Regions from separate parts of the Mus musculus genome. Here region 1 is linked to region 2. The links are chromatin contacts, called in public Hi-C maps. All regions are on one chromosome and are shown on one strand. The core of a region is the stretch at or near the end of the contact, and the rest is flanking DNA. Distances in the headings are between cores, read along the strand shown. Region 1 has its middle 3.5 kb from the start of Gm23897. Region 2 has its middle 44 kb from the start of Gm34462.

What was found. Hi-C and Micro-C count contacts between places; a contact is called where the count stands out from the background.
Region 1: a contact with region 2 is called in a Hi-C map of differentiating embryonic stem cells, with 1.8 times the contacts expected there. The contact joins two enhancer-like sites. A contact is called at or near these places in 2 of 484 Hi-C or Micro-C datasets (differentiating embryonic stem cells and embryonic stem cells) and 1 of 115 datasets of contacts at active chromatin or transcription factors (embryonic stem cells).

Annotation. Positions count from the first base shown.
Region 1 is chr3:64,320,065-64,324,028 of GRCm38.p6, reverse strand. No RefSeq gene overlaps it. Among named protein-coding and RNA genes, the nearest start is that of Gm23897, 3.5 kb to the right of the region's middle. Within about 2 kb of position 1,973, at least 9 of the 459 cell types and tissues checked have an H3K27ac peak or open chromatin away from gene starts, as enhancers often do. A contact at or near this core is called in differentiating embryonic stem cells, where this site is marked.
Region 2 is chr3:64,184,787-64,188,642 of GRCm38.p6, reverse strand. It overlaps a transcript of Vmn2r1 not described here. Among named protein-coding and RNA genes, the nearest start is that of Gm34462, 44 kb to the left of the region's middle. Within about 2 kb of position 1,377, at least 7 of the 459 cell types and tissues checked have an H3K27ac peak or open chromatin away from gene starts, as enhancers often do. A contact at or near this core is called in differentiating embryonic stem cells, where this site is marked.

The sequences.
Region 1 (3,964 bases), core at 724-3,223, 130 kb before region 2:
GTCATTAAAAAAAAAAAAAAAAGAGGATCATGGATATTGAAACCCTAGTCCCTCCCAGAGATGTGTATAGTGTTGATGGTTGGTAGGGAAATAGGGGAAAGAAACATCGTTTTCAGTTTTCCATCAGTGGGACAGATAAACACACACCTACACACACAGAAACACACACACTCACTCACACAAACATCAAAGACATCGAAGTACAAAATAGGGAAGAGGGACAAGAGAAGAAAACCAGGTAAATATTATTGGACATGCATAAAACCATCAAAGTATAGCATATTACATGTACATATTATAATAGAAACTATATCTGTTTAATTTAACTTAAATGGAATAAAATGGGGTGATACAGTAATTTAAATTAATGTAAAAAGAAAAAGGAAATTGACTGGGCATTTGTAACACACCTATTTATCCTAATCACTAAGACAGAGACAAGTGAATCTCTTAGTCCAAGGCCAGAATAGTTCAGACAGCTGAGGGATAAACAGAGAAACCTTGTCAAAAGTAAACAAACAAAAAATGAAAGACAGACAGACAGACAGACAGACAGAAAGAAAAAAGTAAAAAGAGAGAGAAAAGGGAGGAAGGAAGGAAGGGAGGAAGGAAGGAAGGAAGGAAGGAAGGAAGGAAGGAAGGAAGGAAGGAAGGAAGGAAGGAATAGAAAAAGAGAAAAAGAGAAAGAGAAAGAGAAAGAGAAAGAGAAAGAGAAAGAGAAAGAGAAAGAGAAAGAGAAAGAGAAAGAGAAAGAGAGAAACAAACAAACAAAGAGGAATTGTATATGTAAGCAAATAGCCACAAAATTAAACACTACACAAGCATCCATCCTTAAGTAGGACAATGAACTGAATATGCACAATGGAAGCCACAGTACACCAGAGAGACAACTCAGTGATAAAGGTACTGGTCACTCAAACTGTGCAACCTGAGTTCAACCCTCAGAACCCACACAAAGGAGAAGAAAACTAATTCTACAGAGTGTCCTCCTACCTTCACAAACACACCATAACATGCATACCTATGTGGCCACTTGCACACAATTGGATGCATACATTCATAAACAAAAAAGTAATAAAAGTATAATTTTAAATTCATTTAAAAGAAGAAATAATAATATCCAATACATACTAATTTTTTAAAATGTTCAAAATCCTTAGCCATCAGGTAAATAAAAGAGTTACAAGATTTTGTATCCTGGGTCTCTCAGAGACCAGTCTACAAAGGAGAGTGCGGGACTTCATCTTCAGCAAGGAGGCAAAGCTGAGCTCTAGACCTTTGTGCACCTTCCCAGCAAGAGGAAAGTGCTCTGACCACTGAGACTCAGGAGAGAGTTGGACTCCCAGGAGTGCTGACAGAGGCTAAAGAATCACAGGAGGAACAAGTTCCAGACAGAGACAGCTAGAACATCTAATAACAGAGATTACCAGATGGGGAAAGGCAAACTAAGTATCTTATTAACAGAAACCAAGACCACCTGGCATCATCAGAACCCAGTACTCACACCACATCGAGTTGTGGATACCCCAACTGCTATGCCCCCTCCAGTGAAGTCTGCTTGATAGGCCAAGAGGCTTGGAAGCACTCACAAGGCAAAGAGTTTAAAGGAAACTATGCCTCCTGGAACCTTGGCATTCTCATAGCCCATATACTCAAACCCTGTCCCCGCATTAGTCTGACGTATGGATCTGTGTGCTTTCTTGTATTATAAGTGCCTTTAAGGACTGATTCTTTTGACATAGGTAAGCCTGCACCAGTGAGTATTCCAATATCTTAGAAAATTCTTGAAGCCCACAGTGAGCTTCTAATTCAGTAAGAATTAGAATTCGAATTCACTTCTAGTAGACACAGTGAAACTAATTAGGCATTACAAAGAATAGAGCTAAAAATGCTCAGGGCTAGTCTGCATAGTGATTACTTGGGACAATAGCCGAGTCTCACCCAAATAAGGGAATACAAAATAGCCTAGCTAGTAGGTGGTGAACCATGAAAGAGTTGGTGGAAGGGAATTACCCTGGGGCAGGTTTCTTCACTAGGCACAAAGGAATAGCATAATCAGGTATTTACTGAAGAACCCCTGGTGGTGGGTTTAACAATAGGCTAGCATTACATTAGAACACTCACCTGGCTCCATTTTAAGTGGTAAACTTGGCCTGTTCCCCACCATCTTTTGATGTATTCATTTCTTTTGTTTTATGTCACATAAACTTGGTGGATGTGTCCACCTGGCTTTCTGTATAAAAAAGTCGAATTTTCATTTGGACAATACATTCAGATTCAACACACTCTTTCCTGTCTGCAGCTGTCTGTCAATACTTGCCGACTCTATTCTCATCTGTCTGAGACTCTGATTCCCAGGAATTGAGGGGGGCGACGAAGCCCAGTTCATGGCACCCAACATACCCGAAAAGCAAGATTCCGATCTAAAATCATATCTAATGATTCTTGTAGAGGATTTTAAAAAGGGCATTAATAACTCACTTAAAGAAATACAAAAGAACACTGCTAAACAGGTAGAAGTTCTTAAAGAGGAAGCACAAAAAAACAAAACAAAACCAAAAAAAAAAAAAAAACCAAAAAAAACCTTAAATAGTTACAGGAAAACACTCCTAAACAGGTAGAAGTTCTTAAAGAGGAAACACAAAAACCCCTTAAAGAATTACAGAAAAAAAAAACCAAAACCACAATAAACAGGTGATGGAATTGAACAAAACCATCCAAAATCAAAAATGGAAGTAGAAACAATAACGAAAATGCAAAGGGAGACAACTCTGGAGAGAGAAATCTGAGGAAAGAAATCAGGAACCATAGATGCAAACATCAGAATACAAGAGATGGAAGAGAGGAAAAAAAAAAAAAAAAAAAACTCAGGTGCAGAAGATTCCATAAAAAAACATGAACACAACAATCAAAAACAAAAAAAGAAAAGCAAAATGCAAAAAGGTCTATTCTCAACAATAAAAGAACCTCTGGTCTAATCACCAAGCCTGATCTTAAGCTGCACTACACAGCTATTGTGGTTAAAAACTGCATGATAATTGTACATAGACAGACAGGTAGATCAATGGAATAGAATTGAAGACCCAGAAATGAACCCACACACTTATGGTGAGTTGATCTTTGACAAAGTAGCTAAAACCATCCAGTGGAAAAAAGACAGCATTTTCAACAAATGGCGCAGGAACAACTGGTAGTTATCATGTAGAAGAATGCAAATAGATCCATTCTTATCTCCTTGTACAAAGTTCAAGTCTAAGTGGATCAAGGAACTCCACATAAAACCTGAGAGACTGAAACTTACAAAGGAGAAAGTGGGGAAAAGACTCAAATATATGCTTCACAACAGAAAAATTCCTAAATAGAACAGCAATGGCTTGTGATGTAAGATCAAGAATCAACAAATGGAACCTCATAAGAGTGCAAAGCTTCTGTAAGGCAAAAGACATGTCAATAAGACAAAAAGGCCACTAAAAGATTGGGAAAGGATCTTTACCAATCCTAAATCTGATAGGGGATTAATATCTAACTTATACAAATAACTCTAGAAGCTGGACTCCAGAAAATCAAATAACCCGATTTAAAAATGGGGTATAGAGCTAAACAAAGAATTCTCAACTGAGGAATACCTAACGGCTGAGAAGCACCTGAAAACATGTTCAACATCCTTAATCATCAGGGAAATGCAAATCAAAATAACCCTGAGATTCCACCTCACACCAGTCAGAATGGCTAAGATCAAAAATTCAAGTGACAGCAGATGTTGGTGAGGATGCAGAGAAAGAGGAACACTCCTCCATTGCTGGTGGGATCGCAAGCTGATACAACCATTCTGGAAATCATTTTGGCTATTCCTCAGTAAATTAGATATACTGGAAGATACAGCAATACTTCTCCTGGGCATATATCCAGAAGATATTCCAACTTGTAATAAGGACACATTGTCCAATATGGTCATAGCAGCCTG
Region 2 (3,856 bases), core at 128-2,627:
ACTGGGGTGAGAGTCTTAAACCCATACCCACAGTGACCCACCTACTCCAACCAGGTCCCACCTATTCCAACAAGGCCACACCTCCAAATGGTGCCATTCCCTGGTCCAAGAACATACAAACCATCACAGGTATCTTCTGGGTATATGTCCAGGAGTGGTATTGCTGAGTCCTCAGATACTATTATGTCCACTTTTCTGAGGAACCACCAAACTGATTTCCAGAGTGTTTGCCTCAGCTTGCAATCCCACCAGCAATGGAGGAGTGTTCCTCTTTCTTCACATCCTCACCAGCATCTGCTGTCACCTGATTTTTTGATCTTAGCTATTCTGACTAGTATGAGATTAGCATGTAGAAGAATGCAAATTGATCCAGTCTCATTTCCTTGTACAAAGCTCAAGTCTAAGTTTATCAAGTACCTCAACATAAAACCAGATATACTGAATCTAATAGAAGAGAAACTGATGAAAAGCCTTGAATACATGGACAGGGGAAAAATCTTCTGGACAGAACACCAATAGCCTATGCTCTAACATCAAGTATTGAAAAATGTGACCTCACAAAATTTCAACGTTTCTATAAGGTAAAGGACACTGTCCATAGGGCAAGATTGCAACCAAAAGATTGGGGAAAGATCTTTGACAAGCCTACATCCAATAGAGGGCTAATATGCAATATATACAAAGGACTCAAGAAGTTACACTCCAGAGTAACAAATAACCCTAGTAAAGAACGGGGAACAGAGCTAAACAAAATATTCTCAACTGATAAATCTTGAATGTCCCAGAAGCACCTAATGAAATGTTCAACATCTTTAGTCTTCAGGGAAAAGCAATTCAAAACAACCATGAGTGTCCACCTTATACCGGTTTGAATGGCTTACATCAAAAACTGAGGTGACAGTAAATGCTGGCAAGGATGTGAAGAAAGAGAAACACTCCGCCATTCCTGGTGGGGTTAAAAGTTTGTTCAAACATTCTGGAAATCAGTCTGGTGATTCTCTAGAAAATTGAACATATTATGGCTATACAGCTCCTAGGTATATACCCAGAATATGCTCCAAGATTTAACAAGGACCTATGCTCCACTGTAGCCACCAGTGGCCACGGGTTACTGGGTTCCTGAAAGGAAAGATGGGGTTGAATGGGAAAGGTGGCGAGAGATATAATGCTCCAAGACAAAGTTCGCTGATCAAGGCCCAATGTTCACTTATGAGTCTGAGCTTATAAAGGGGAGGAACCCATCCCCACCATGCCAGGATCTCCTGGTCACTTTGTCAGGATCTGGAAATAAAGTTCAGCTGCTCAGCAGGTAGCTTCTCAAAGGAAACTGAAGATGTGGCAGACAAAAGGCTTTACCTAGGTCAGAAGACTCCACCCCAGGTGGGCTAGCAACTGCGGCAAAACAGGTCTGAGTTAGCCTGCTCAAAGCTGGGGGGAGGGTACAGTTCTACCCTTTTTATTTATTTATTAAAAATTAGCTGGACTGGGGCATAAAATTTACTTATGCTCCATGGTCCTGCCTGGCAATTATGGTGGCTGGAGGCTGCACCTGTCTTCGAACTACATCTATTGGACTCTTTTCTGATGCATCCTGGAGAACACATACAGCTTGTTTGTATTTATTTGAACAAATATGCCCTTTTAGCATTTATTATTAACAAATGCAGTCTCTTGGCACATGCCTCTGTCTTAGACTGAAAAAAGAGCTATAGACCAGTGGTCTGTCTTTGTCTATTGCCCCTCATTGCACACCTTTACCCCATTCAGACCAAAGCTACAATATGCACTCAATGAATCTCTTCATAGTGATGATTAACTGTCATCTGAGCTTTACTGAAGGTGAGCCTGCATGGAGGTAACTGATCTGCTTGAAATACAAAGTCAGGAGTTGAAAGCAACAAGATTAAAGTTGTCTGTGGGAATATTCCAGGCACTCAATTCAGTTGCAAATTAGCAATGGTCAGAACCATGTCTGGCCTCCCAACATTTGGTAGGTGGCTTTGAAAAATCAACAGAAAAACTGTTACTTCCCATCTAAATATTGGAGGCTGTTCCAAGTTAACTCTGCTGGCTAATAAAGATTTTAAGTCATCATCATATTTGGAATCTCCAATATTGGATTTATTTCTAGGCCAGTCCATGATTGTGTCAGAATAACTGATCATATTTAAGGAAAGAGAAGAGTCATTAAAAATCCTCCTCTTGATTAATTTTTCTAAATCAGTTTCCACAGTCTATGTTCTCTCTCCCACAAGGTATAAAAGCTTGAAGCAAGGCACCTTAGTTTGTCTAATCTGAGACATAGGCAAACAAAGGTGAGTCAACACAGCTTTCCTGACACATTGTCAGGGCACTCAGCAAGCTCACAGGTCAGCATTATCCTTTTGTGTCAGTATATTACACCAATCACTCTGGCAGTTAGCAAGCTCCTGCAGCATTCTGTGGGAAAAATCACAAACATGCCATCTTCCCCATATTAAATACCTGATCAGGATCATGCCATATGCCAATAAGTGAATCCTTTCATCTCACCTAGGCATGAGTATGCCTATTTGTATAACGCTATAGGCACTCAGCAAGGAGTTCCTTAGCATCCAAATTTGAAAATTTGAAAAATACAATTCATGATTTAAATAATGCAATACAATTCCCACCCCCCCCCTTTTTTTAAAGAAAATATTGTTTTAAAGTTCCACAATACCTTAGCGTTGAGAATTATTTAAAAAAACCAGTAACATAGGTAACATTAAATTGTTCACAAAATATCTCAAATGCCTCACTATAATAGCCAGTTCCATTACCTGTTTTAATCTTATTTGGAACTCCAAGCCTAAAAATAAATTAACATAGACAATGACTAATTACACTTTTAGTTGCTTCTCTTGTTAGAGCAGTTACAACTAGAAAGCCTGAAAAGGTATCAATAATCACATGTGCATATTTTTTTTCTAAAATCATAAATATTAGTATCCATTTGTAATAACTGATTAAGTCCTTGAGAATTAATGCCGTTATGTGGAACAGGTAGAAACTGAGGATATTGAGAACAAGTCTTTACAATTTGACATGCATATTCTCTAAAAATACCAAATTTTTATCTCAAACCATTACATTTTTTTATGTAAAGAATGAGATTATATGGCCAGTTGTTCTTGTGTAAGGCCTATAATCTGCCTGGGATATAAATCTGGCGTGGCATTGTCTTAAGGAGTCTTGTCCAGGCAACCTAGGATGAGTTCTTAAATGTCTGAAGACAGTCCTTTAAAGGAACAGCATTTTCCCTTAACTTGAGTTGTATATGCATAAACAATTGCAAATTTGAGAATTAGCAGTATCTAAAAAAGGAACAATTTCAAGCAATTATAAGCCCTGAGCTAGAGGGGGGTTAGCGATATGTGGAGATATATGGAGATTTATAGAGATGTAGATATATCTATATATTGGCTATCAGTATACAAATTAAAGCTTGATTTTTCAACATTTCAACACTGGCTACAGCACACCATTTAATTATCTGTGCTGAAGCAAGAGGAAACTCAAAAGAATAAAATAAATATGTGATCCAATCACATATACTTTTCTCCCATAGAAGTGCTGTTTTCAAATACAGTAGATGTATTCTTTATGGGATGCATGCCTGCAAAAGAATATATGAAAGCAATTTTTAGCAACTTATCTTTTGGATAATGATCACCAATTTTACCTAAAATGTTTACTATGCAATAGACCAAATATCAATATTGTGCAATAACCAATTTAATTGCTGTCTCATCATGTTTTTAAGACACTTTTTTCTAAAATACAGTCATGATTTTATCTTACATTTCTTTATTAACACCACACCAGTTTCATAACA